2 separate regions of the Zea mays genome follow, and region 2 is linked to region 1. A link is a contact called in public Hi-C data. All regions are on one chromosome and are shown on one strand. Each heading gives the region's core, a stretch centred on a gene start, on an enhancer-like site or on the middle of the called end of the contact. The rest is flanking DNA. Distances are from core to core; before and after follow the strand shown. Region 1 holds the start of LOC100283852 (VTC2). Region 2 has its middle 210 kb from the start of LOC100283852.

Evidence for each region. A called contact is a pair of places that touch in the nucleus more often than the background predicts.
Region 2: a Hi-C map of leaf shows a contact between it and region 1, with 6 times the contacts expected there. The contact joins the enhancer-like site here to the promoter of LOC100283852 in region 1. A contact is called at or near these places in 9 of 25 Hi-C or Micro-C datasets (ear, endosperm, leaf and 3 more).

What each region holds. Positions count from the first base shown.
Region 1 is chr6:31,421,033-31,426,563 of Zm-B73-REFERENCE-NAM-5.0, reverse strand. LOC100283852 (VTC2) reads left to right here and starts at 3,938. Exons shown (of 6, transcript NM_001156750.2): 1 at 3,938-4,567; 2 at 5,221-5,321. The coding sequence starts at 4,450.
Region 2 is chr6:31,633,575-31,639,207 of Zm-B73-REFERENCE-NAM-5.0, reverse strand. No RefSeq gene overlaps it. Among protein-coding and RNA genes, the nearest start is that of LOC100283852, 210 kb to the right of the region's middle. Within about 2 kb of position 3,772, at least 18 of the 20 cell types and tissues checked have an H3K27ac peak or open chromatin away from gene starts, as enhancers often do. A contact at or near this core is called in ear, leaf, leaf mesophyll and 2 more, where this site is marked.

The sequences.
Region 1 (5,531 bases), core at 2,689-5,188:
GTCGTATTTATACTACACATATTAAATGCAACATTTAAGTTGGCATAACCACAGTTAGAGGTATTTATCGCATGCATCAATAGAATTAACATTTAGAGGCACGACATGCGTGAGCGACGCGTGACGCGCGCACGCGAGAATCACTAACTAAATATTGTTTTTATACTAAACACTAAATAGATATTAAATACAACATCTAAGTTGTTAAAATCACATTACCACGTATTTACAAATCGCATAATTAAAATCATAAATTTGATCGATCGAGTAGTTAATTTAATGACAGACAACTAAGCAATTAATCGATTAATTAACCTAAACGATACGACGAAATGGTTTTACTCAAGCGCGCACATAGCGATTCACATGAGCGACGGTGCGGGAGCTAGTAGACGTGTGCATAAGGAGGGTAGACGAGGGTAGATAGAGGTGGACTGCTACGTCTAGGGGTAGTCGAGGGGCTAGGCAAGCGTCGTCGGAGTCTCGACGCGCAACGAATGATGATGCCATGGGCAGTGGGATGCAAATGCGACAGGCATTGCACGCGCAGGGACGGACCGACACGATTGGGGACGGGAGCCGCGCATGCCGCACGGACTGCACCGGGGCACGCTGCGCGCAGCGGTCGTGCATGGACTGCCAAGCGGGCTATGCACCAAAGTCTCGTTGAACGCCCGTCGCACCACGCGCCGCGCCGAGGGCCCTGCAGGGCGCACGCCCAGCGCTGGCCACGCCGTGGGCCGAGCGGGCCGCGCTGGCCACACCATGAGCCGAGCTGGCCACGCCGCGCAGGCCGCTCTGCCGGGCACCATGCCATGCTCTAGCCAAGCCAAGCCAAGCAAGCGCCACTCGCTGGCCGCCGTGCTGCGAGCTCGCACGGGGGCCGGGTATCTGCGCGCCTGTGTCGAGCTGTTGCGTGCCGAGGAAGAAAAAGGGGGGGGGAAGCGGAGCAGGGAAGGGAGGAGAGGGAAGAGGAGAAGGGGGAATGCTCACCTTGACGATCGCACGAGGGCAGGGTGCAGATGCAGCGAGGCCGGCGAGCTCCGATGGTTTGGGCGAGTATCTGTGCGGGTGCGAGGGAGAGAGGAGTGCGCATGCTGGTTTTTGGGGCGATGTGGGCGCAGGTGACGACGTCGTGGGTGAGGGGCGGTTGGGAGAAGATGAATAGGGTCACGGACGCGCAGGGATGATGGCCGGGGCGGGCCACGCGGGGTAGACTGCGAGGTGGGCCGAGGGGGAGTGGGGGCGCTAGGTGGCGGCTGGGGCAGAGTTCCATGAGGCTAGGGTTTGGGGGAGGGGCGCGCCGCACCAGGTGGGCCAGGTGGGTTCGCGCGCGACAATGGGCTGGGGGGAAAGGGGCTTGCTGGGCCACAGGGAGGGCAAGCTGGGCTGGACGAGAGGGGTTGGGGGGAGGCTTTTCCTTTTTATTATTTTTCTCTTCCTTTTTATTCCTATTCAAATTTAAATATAGTTTTTGAATCAAAGATTCAATTATATGTAATGAGTTTGAATTGATGCACAAACACAACAATTCGACATAAAAAGGTCTCGACATGATATGCAACAATCAAGGATTCTTTTTATGGTTTCATTTTACTAGGCTTATAGATATATAAAACAAAAATAATTTCTCCATTTTTAGGAAAAAGAGAAGGAAAGCACAGAAATGAGAGAGTAACACCTGAATTTGGTGGATATTAGGAAAGAAATTTTATACCCCCAAATTCAGGGTGTTACAGTACAGTCATTCTGAAGTTTACTTCGGGAAAGACAGTGCTAATGAAGAACGTGCAACATGTCCCCTTCATCAAAAAGAATATTGTTAGTGGCTCACTTCTATGTCGAGATGACTATAAACTTGTGTTTGAATCTAATAAATGTATACTGTCAAAGTATGGGACATTTGTTGGAAAATGCTATGACAGTGGAAGCTTGTTACGCTTATCTTTGCATGATGTGTGTAATAAGTCTGTGAACAATGCTATTTTGAACGAGTCGTATATTTGGCATTTACGTCTTTGTCACATTAATTTTGGTTGTGTGTCACGGTCAACAAATTTAAATTTAATCCTGAAATTTGATTTAGTCAAAGGTTCTAAGTGCCCCTTCCCTTGGGCTTGACTGGTCAGCCCGCCTTCCCTCCCCAGTCGCTAACCTCCCTGGCTCGCTTGTCAGCGCTCGCTCGCGCCTCCCACGCGCTCGCGCTCGCGCTCAGATCTAATCTCGATCGTTGATCTATGATCGAGAAGTTAGAAGAGTTAAGAGAAGGGTTGTCAGCTAGCGTACTGGTGGGGCACTAGTGGCTCACCGGACAGTTTGATGCACCAAGTCTGGATGGTCCGGTGCGCCACATTTAGAAGCTCCAATAACTACCTCTAAGGGCTAGTACACGTGGCTTGACCGGTGCACCACTGGACAGTCCGTGCATCTGTCCGGTGCGCCGCATAAAGATCTAGAATTGTTTTCTAACAGATAGTTTTTGTTGAGGCTCTAAAAATACCACATCACCCGACCATTTGGAGGTGTGGGAGCCCAAGCAACATATCAAGGAAGTCCATACACACTTGCAAGTGCTCCAACACCCAAGTGTTTAATAGAATCACTCGGTGATTAATGTAGGTGCTTTGCGAAGTGCTTAGGTTCGTTAAACTGTATTAGCGCTTGCTCTATATTTGTTCCTAGTTGTGTGAGTGAGATTAGACAACCCACAAACTCCTCGGCTCTTGCGCGAGCCGTTGTAATATTGTACTGAGTGGGGTGAGAGTCTTGCGAGACTGTATCAACCGTGTTTGTGATACGTCCGCCACCGTGTACCAGAGGGAATGAGGCCGCAACGTTTATCCCGAAAGCTCGATAGTGAAGACGACGTGGAGCGTCCGAGAGGAGTCGGAAGCGAAGCACCACTTGCGCGCGGAGAAGACACGTGGCTCTCTATGAACTTACTCGTCCGTGGTGCTTGGCCCTCACGTGGGTTACCCTTTGCGTAGGGACATTAACGAGGATTAGTTAAGACCTTGCGTGGTTCCGAATACCTCGGTAAAAATACCAGCGTTGTACACGAGAGTTTACATCCCTACATTTATTTTTTAACTTTCAAGTCCTAATTCACCACCTCTCTTGAGCGTCTCAATTCCTTTCAAACAAAAAGAAACCATTCACTCTGTACCTCTTATCACATCGAGGACATGGACTCCTGTAGAAGAGATCAACCAACACGATAGAGGACTGGGCCCTAAATTAGCATAGCACTTCCTCTACATCTCCCTCGGCTCATTCTGATTGTAAGAACACCCTCAATCGAGCATTTCTAGCACAAAAAACACAAAATTATTAGATATATGGCTCAAAGGACCGAAACAGGATAAATTGCTCGTGTGTTTGAGTGTTTTATGGTGCTCAAATCACTGGAGGTGCACATGCCGAGCCACGTCGAACAACCTTATGCTTCGTGGTTATGAACACACGTCAACAAAATTAGTATAATAAAATTAAATAATTGATCACTAGTTATAGAGAGAAAACTTTTAATATATTTATGATACCTGTTTTGTATGTTGATAGATAAAAAAACTGCAAAAAACAAATATACATATATATATATATTAATATTAAAATGGATATGAAGGGGAATATATTTTTAATAAAATTTTAGCGGATAAGAAAAACATGATAACTTAAATATCTATTTATATTTTCGCCTCTGTGCTCGTGGTCCCCAGCATGGGAAACGTGAACCACCCGACCGGAGACAAGAAAAAACTGAACACAGCGAGTATTGCGTATATAATAAATAAAAAGAAAAGAAAAAGAAATACCGTGGCGCAGAGAGGAGAGAGAGAATCGGGTATCGTCCGTGTCCGTCCAGATCCACCACACAGCAGCGCACCAGCCAGCCACAGCCACACCACAAATCCGCCACCGCAATCGCCTCCCCCTATTTAATGCCATCCCGCTTCCTCCGTTCTTCCCAAACCAAACCCAGCTCAGGCACAACCCCAACGCACCGCCGCCGCTCGCCTGGCCTCACCTCGCCGGAGAAGAGTTATAAGACAGGAGAACCCCGTCCCCGGGGCGCAGGCCTCGGCAGCTTCCGTGACCACCGCCCAATCCTGCCACAGCTGCCCTCCCTCCTCCCCTCTGGGCGTGGCCGAGTTGTAGGCATCACGGCTAGCGTTGCAGCCCCCCGGCGCGGCCCCGCAGCTGCGCAGGTGGAGCCCACGGGCACCATCGCCTCCGCTGTCGCGTCCAGCCCCGCTCCGCACGGCGGCCGCGGGGCGCTGCCCTCGGCCGGAGGAAGCCCGTCCGATCTCCTCTTCCTCGCCGGCGGCGGTCGCCTCTGAGCCGTTCCTGTCTCTCACCTTCTTCCTTTCCTAGCAATTAGTCCCTTCTGCTAACCCCCCCGGACCCCGACGAGTTCTCACCCCGAGAGTAACTGACCGACCTACCGGCATGGAGATGAAGCTGACCATCAGGAGGGTGCCCACCGTCGTCTCCAACTACCAGGAGGACGCCGACAAGCCGCGCGCGGGCTGCGGGAGGAACTGCCTCGGCGACTGCTGCCTGCCTGGTGAGCCACCTACCCCCCTAGGCAATTCCCTATTGACGGTCAATCTGACGTCGTTTCCGTCGACAATCCGGTTGAAAATCTTGGGAATATTAACAACTTATTAGTATTTGCATTGGATCCTGTCCCATTTTAAATTGTGCCCCGAAGCCTTGTGCACGATTCGTTTAGAAAATTCTCGGAATTTCTACAGCAAAAGGTGTCGTTTGTGCTCCACAAAGTTGGGGGCCTTTGCAAACTGAACAGCCGAAACAGAGTGTTCAGTTTTTTTTTATCTGCACTATTTTGGTTCATGCCTCCGGTTAAAAATTGTTACCATCAGCGGTTTTCGGGTAACAATTAGCTGTTATCCGCCTCGAATTGAGTTGGGTTAAATAAGGATATAATAAACAGATATCTTATGCAACTGTGGATATTTATAATAACTTTTCAGTCTGAACCCCAGGCCATTATAACTAACGCAAGCAAAAACATAGAGCCTTTTGTATTATTATTATGTGCATACTGTATGCCTCACTGGAAATATGGTTTCTTTTTTGACTTGGTGGAAACCTCACTAAGACATCAGCAAATTAGTATTGTACTTGCTTCACTGGACATGGAAGTAGCAAATTACTCTGCACTTTTATTGGATTAACATTTGCATCTTTGAGCAGCTTCCAAGCTTCCCCTCTACGCGTTCAAGTTGACTCCGGCAAAGGGCTCGCAGGAGGATGCTGCTTCAACCAAGTTACTTGTTGATATTCTCCTTAGTGAGGTAAATAAAAGTTTGTGATTTTTGTTGGGACTTCACCTGTGCTAGTTTTAAGTTAGGACTTTAGGAGGGGATTGAAGGTGGTTTGGGGGGATTAAATCCCTTGAGGGCATGTTCGGTTATTTTCAATCCATATGGATTGAAGGAGGTTGATATGGATTGAGAGGGATTTTGACTTGCTAGGGATTAAAACCCTCTCAATCCCCCTCAGTC
Region 2 (5,633 bases), core at 2,523-5,022, 210 kb before region 1:
TTTACCTTCCAAAACCGGGTGTGACATCCTGCTGTTGAGACTCCCTGCAAAAATGCTCCTGCACAGTGATTTGTTCAGATGAAAAACACTTTTCATTGAGTTAGTATTTTTAGCGAGACAGTGTATCATGGATTTCATGTGCATATAATTGTGCTACACTTGAATTGGTTGTTAGCAGGGCACTAAGGCCACCCTCAGATATATGAGCGGGTTGCTTTTCTTTGAGGTGTTTCCTGATTTGAGTTGGTTGTTTTGCTAGTAGGGTATAGTAATCACCCCTATGCCGCGTAAGCATGAGCATGTCGCACCGACTTAAGTCGATTGCTCCGCTAGTAGGGTATAGTGATCACCCTGAGCCGTGTAAGCGTGAGTATGTCGTGCCGACTTAAGGCGTTTTTGACTTAAGTCGACTGCTCCGTTAGTAGGGTGTAGTGATCACCCTAAGTCGTGTAAGTGTGAGCATGTCACGCCGACTTAAGGCATTTCCAACTTAAGTCGACTGCTCCGTTAGTAGGGTATAGTGATCACCCTAAGTCGTGTAAGCGTGAGCATGTCGCGCTGACTTAAGGCGTTTCCGACTTAAGTCGACTGCTTCGTTAGTAGGGTATAGTGATCACCCTAAGTCGTGTAAGCGTGAGCATGTCGTGGCGACTTAAGGTGTTTCCGACTTAAGTCGACTGCTTTGTTAGTAGGGTATAGTGATCACCCTAAGTCGTGTACGAGTGCCGTGCTGATTTCGAGTTGAGCCCGACCTAGGTCAGTTGTTGATCAAGAACTTGTATGCCTTGGAACACGGAAGCTTTATTGATAATGAAACCTTCTACTTACAAAGTACAGCTCGTCCTCAAGAGTTTTGAGGCGTTGTTATGGGTAGAATTTTCTGAGGTGCTCAATATTCCATGAATTCCCCACTTCGGTGTTGTCCATTTGAGTGGGCCGGTAGGATCCTTGCTGTGTTATAACCTCTACGACGATGAATGGTCCTTCCCATGGTGGTGAAACTTTGTGCCATCCCTCCCCGTTAGCACTCGGCGGAGGACCAAATCTCCCACTGTGAAGGATCGATGTCGTACTGCTTTGTCGTGATAGCGCCTCAGGGTCTGCTGGTATTTGGCCGACTGAATGACCACACTTAGCCATTCTTCCTCTAGTACATCGATGTCTTCTAGCCTAGTCGCTTCTGCTTCGGCTATGCTTTCGAATGTTAATCTGGGTGCTCCAAAGATCAGATATGCTGGTAACACTGCCTCCAACACATACACCATGAAGAATGGGGTGTTTCTGTGCAAAGCTCGGCTTGGCTGGGTTCGCAGGCTCTAGAATACGTAAGGTAGCTCCTTGATCAATTTTCCTGCGAACTTCTCGCTCTTGTCGAATACCTTTTTCCTGAGTGCATCGAGTATCATCCCGTTGGCTCTTTCCACCTACCCATTAGCTCTTGGGTGTGCCACTGATGCATACTTGATCTGGATGCTCCTCTGCTTGTAGAAGTCGAAGAACTCTGAGCTGGTGAAATTAGATCCCAGATCTGTAATGATGTTGTTAGGTATTCCAAACCTGAATATTATTTCCTGAATGAACTTCAGTGCCTTTGCTGCGGTCAAAGAGGCAATGGGTTTGTATTCTATCCACTTTGTGAATTTGTCAATGGCAACTAGTATGTGAGTATACCCCCTTGAGCTTTCTTGAAGGGTCCTATCATGTCCAGCCCCAGCATGCAAACGACTAGGTCACAGGAATAGTCTGCAGCTGTTGTGCGGGTAGATGCTGCTACTTTGATAAGAATTGGCACGCCTTACACTTTTGGACTAACTCGGCTATATCATTCTTCGTTGTTTTCCCGTAACACCCAGACCTAAAAGCCTTTCCTACCAGAGTTCGTGACTCTGCATGTATGCCACATTGCCCGGCATGAATCTCATCTAACAGCTGCTTTCTAGTAGCCGAGTGAATGCACTTCATGAGGACTCCTCCTGCACCTCTTCTATACAGCAGACCCCCTATAATGGTATAGTGGGCCGACTGTCTAGCAATGCACTCCGTCGCAGCCTTATCATCTGGATCTTCTTCGTTTCTTATGTATCTGATGATTGGCTCTCTCCAGGCGTTGGGATCTGCCTCTGCCTGACTCAGAGCGTGGCATTCCTCCATCTGATCTGTGGCGACACTCGGTTGCTATATTTCTTGGACGAAAACCCCAGGTGGAACTTGGGCCCGACTAGATCCCAGCTTTGACAATGTGTCAGCCGCTGCATTGTGATCCCTTTCCACATGGTGGAATTCTAATCCTTTGAATTTGTCCTCCAGCTTCCGCACTGTTGCACAATACTTGTTCATTGAATCGATCGAGTAATCCCAGTCTTTGTTTACCTGGCTTATGACCACCAGTGAGTCGCCATACACCATTAATCTCTTGATGCCGAGTGAAACAACGATGTTTAGTCCGTGGATCAGTGCCTCGTACTTTGCGGCGTTATTGGATGCTGGAAATAAGAGCTAGAGTGCATACTTGAGTTGTTCACCTTCGGGAGCGATAAAGAGAATTCCTGCCCCTGCTCCTTGCAGTCTCAGCGAGCGTAACGACCAAAGTCTTGTTTTGGTGATTTAAAGAGTTCTCCAAATACTTGAGAATATCCACTAAGATACTTAATGGTGGTATATCAGAAATTGTTTTTTTATATATAACATCCTTTGTGAATACTAATTGGCAAAACATTCCTTGTGAAATAAAAAATGGGATAATAAATAAAACTAGATAGAATTAATATTCATAAAAGGATTTAGGATGATATATTTTCTTCCCTTAAAATAGTGCCCTTTTTGTGTATATGAGTTTCATATTAAGAAAACATTTGTTGAATAGATAAAACAAGATAATAAATAAATAAAAGTAAAAAATTTGTATTAGCATGCTAGATTTTCATGGTTGCGCATTCTGAATTCAAGCTTTATTTGAACTTGCTTTTAAATTTGGGAATGGAATTAGGAAAAAAATAGAATAAAAAATGAGAAGAACTCCTCCCTGGCTCTCGGGCCTAATGTCCTTGCGGACGGCCCACTTTCCCCTTTTCCCCGTGCTCCTGCCGGCCCAAACAGACGCTGCGCGCCAGCCCTTCTCCTCACCTCTTCCTTGGCGTCTATGACATGTGGGCCCGCAGGGTCAGGGACCCCCTTCTTCCTCCGGTGGTTGGGATACGCCGCCGCGGCCGCCGGATCCGATGGAGCTCCCCTCTGTAGGTTGTTGCTCCGGCCGAGATCCTCACGGGACTACCTATAAAACCCGGCCACCTCCTCTCGTCCAGGGCATCGGCTTAAGCAGAGGGCCCATGCGCCAAGCTGAAACAGGGAAGAGAAACTGGCGCCACCGCGCTAGGAACCCCAGACAATGCTCTTCGGGTCCCTGTGCGTGATCAGGGCGCTCGCTGGTGCATACCATGGGCTTCCAGGTCCTTGTCGTGTATGGGCAAAGTCTAGGGAATGGAGAATTGCTCGTCGGCGTTCTATCCTCCGCCGCGGGCCGCGCTGTTCGTGGCCGAGTGCTTTCCATGCCGCGACAACCGGTGAGATGCCCTTCTTTGAGCTCGCAATCAGAAATACCGCGTGTAGCTCCGTCAGATTGGGTTTTGGGTGCTCGGGGGGGAACCGATCGGCGTTCATCTGCGTGCTCCGCCGTGGGAGCATGGCGGCGGCGCCGCTGCTCGGGGAGGGTTGAGGGTGATGAGTCGTGGGCCGTCCGATCCAAATAGCGCGGATGAGATTAGATCCAGTAGTGGGTGGGCACCTAGCCGTTAGATCAGGATCGTGGGGACCGGGGCGCATACCGGTTGGGTGATGTGGCCTTCTGATTCGGGCCATAAATCGCGGATCCAATGGTTCAGAATATCTGATGACCCTTCGGCCATAATCTTTTGGTAAAGAGCCCCTGCATTTTTCCTTATTCAACCCGCGATCCGGTACAATAGAAAGAACATTACAAATCAGCCCTAACGTTTGCACAGAAGACCACGAACTCATTGGTATTAGAAGCCACCACCCAGATTTTCAAGAAAATATAAAATAAATGACTTTTGAGTATAAAAATAATTCTAAAACATAGATAATTCATAACTTCGTCGTTTTAACTCCGATTTGACCCGTTCCAGTTGCGATAGTTTCATAATAAAAATACCTACGCAGTGTTGACATTATATGTGCCATAAAACATATCTGTATAAATAGACAGTGGTTAGCCTATTATTAGTAGATGCTTCCAACCAAAGTTAACTCGGTCCATGATGATAATTGACTAAGATATGATTTCTAATCAAGTTATAATCTATATTAAAGTTGAATGAATTATTTAGAGTATATTTTCTCATATAATGTGTATTAACCAATTTATAATATAGTTTAATATTTAATCACATAGATATTTCATAAATCATAACTCTTCAACCCTAACTACGATTTTAGTGATTCTCGAACCTATGATCTCGTAGCGACGCATAGATTATTATTATGCAATTTGTTCTTATGTTTGGTGTGATGTTAATTTTTCCTATACGCTGTTTATTTGTATTGCTACGACTAGCGCGAGGTTACGAGACACCTGAAGAGCAAGTTGGTACCTAGAATCTCAAGTCCCAGGCAAGTTGTGCCCTTGATCACTTCTATTTACCCAATAATGTTCTTATTAATCATAATGATATGCACAGGTTAATTTTGGTGGGACCCAATAAGTTACCCTAGTTTGACTATCTTTATGCCTTGTTTACCACTGAACTTTTGGGTAGTACTTGCTATTGCTATATGTGGATTTGGGGCATTGAGATACACATTATTCATGATCATGCTTGTATTATCAGTTTGTTATTTATTGTTCATGATAAGATCATTATGTTAATTGGAACATGGAGCGACCATCCGGGAAAACAGTGCTACCACAAGGGTGGTATGGGACGCCCTTGGCTGACTAATTAGGAAAGCTAGTGGAGGACTACCTTACCCGAAAGGGGCAAGGGCAGTAGGGGAGTGGTCAGTGTAGGGAGGCCCTTGGGTTGATTTTGCTGCATGGCGGTCAGGCGAGTGGTCCCTGCATTGGAGCTTCCTAGAAATTGTAGCGGGTATTCTGTAGAGGAACTTTGTAAAGGCCTCGTAGTGTTACCCTGCCTCGCTTCCTTAGTAGAGGTGTATGGGAAGTCGCGATCCCTTGGCAGATGGGTAACATGACTTGTGGGTAAAGATGTGCAACCTCTACAGAGTGTAAAACTGGTATATCAGCCGTGCTTACGGTCATGAGTGGCTCGTACACTCGCATGATTAGTTTATGGAACTAAATTCAATTTGTCATATGCATTGCATCGCAGGTGTTGTTATCAATTTTGATCTACTATTTATTTGGGTTGGTATTTACTTATACAACTGTTAATAAAATTTTGACCAACTTTAAAAGCTATGCTCGGCTTTAACCATCCTCTTTGGTAAGCCTTACACTTCACATGAGCTTCCACCTTTGGCGAGTTCATGCAAATTATTCCCAACAACTTGTTGAGCGATGAACGTATGTGAGCTCACCCTTGCTGTCTCACACCCCCACAGGTCAAGAACAGGTACCGCAGGATGAGGCGCATGGAGGATGCTGTGACGAGTTTGTG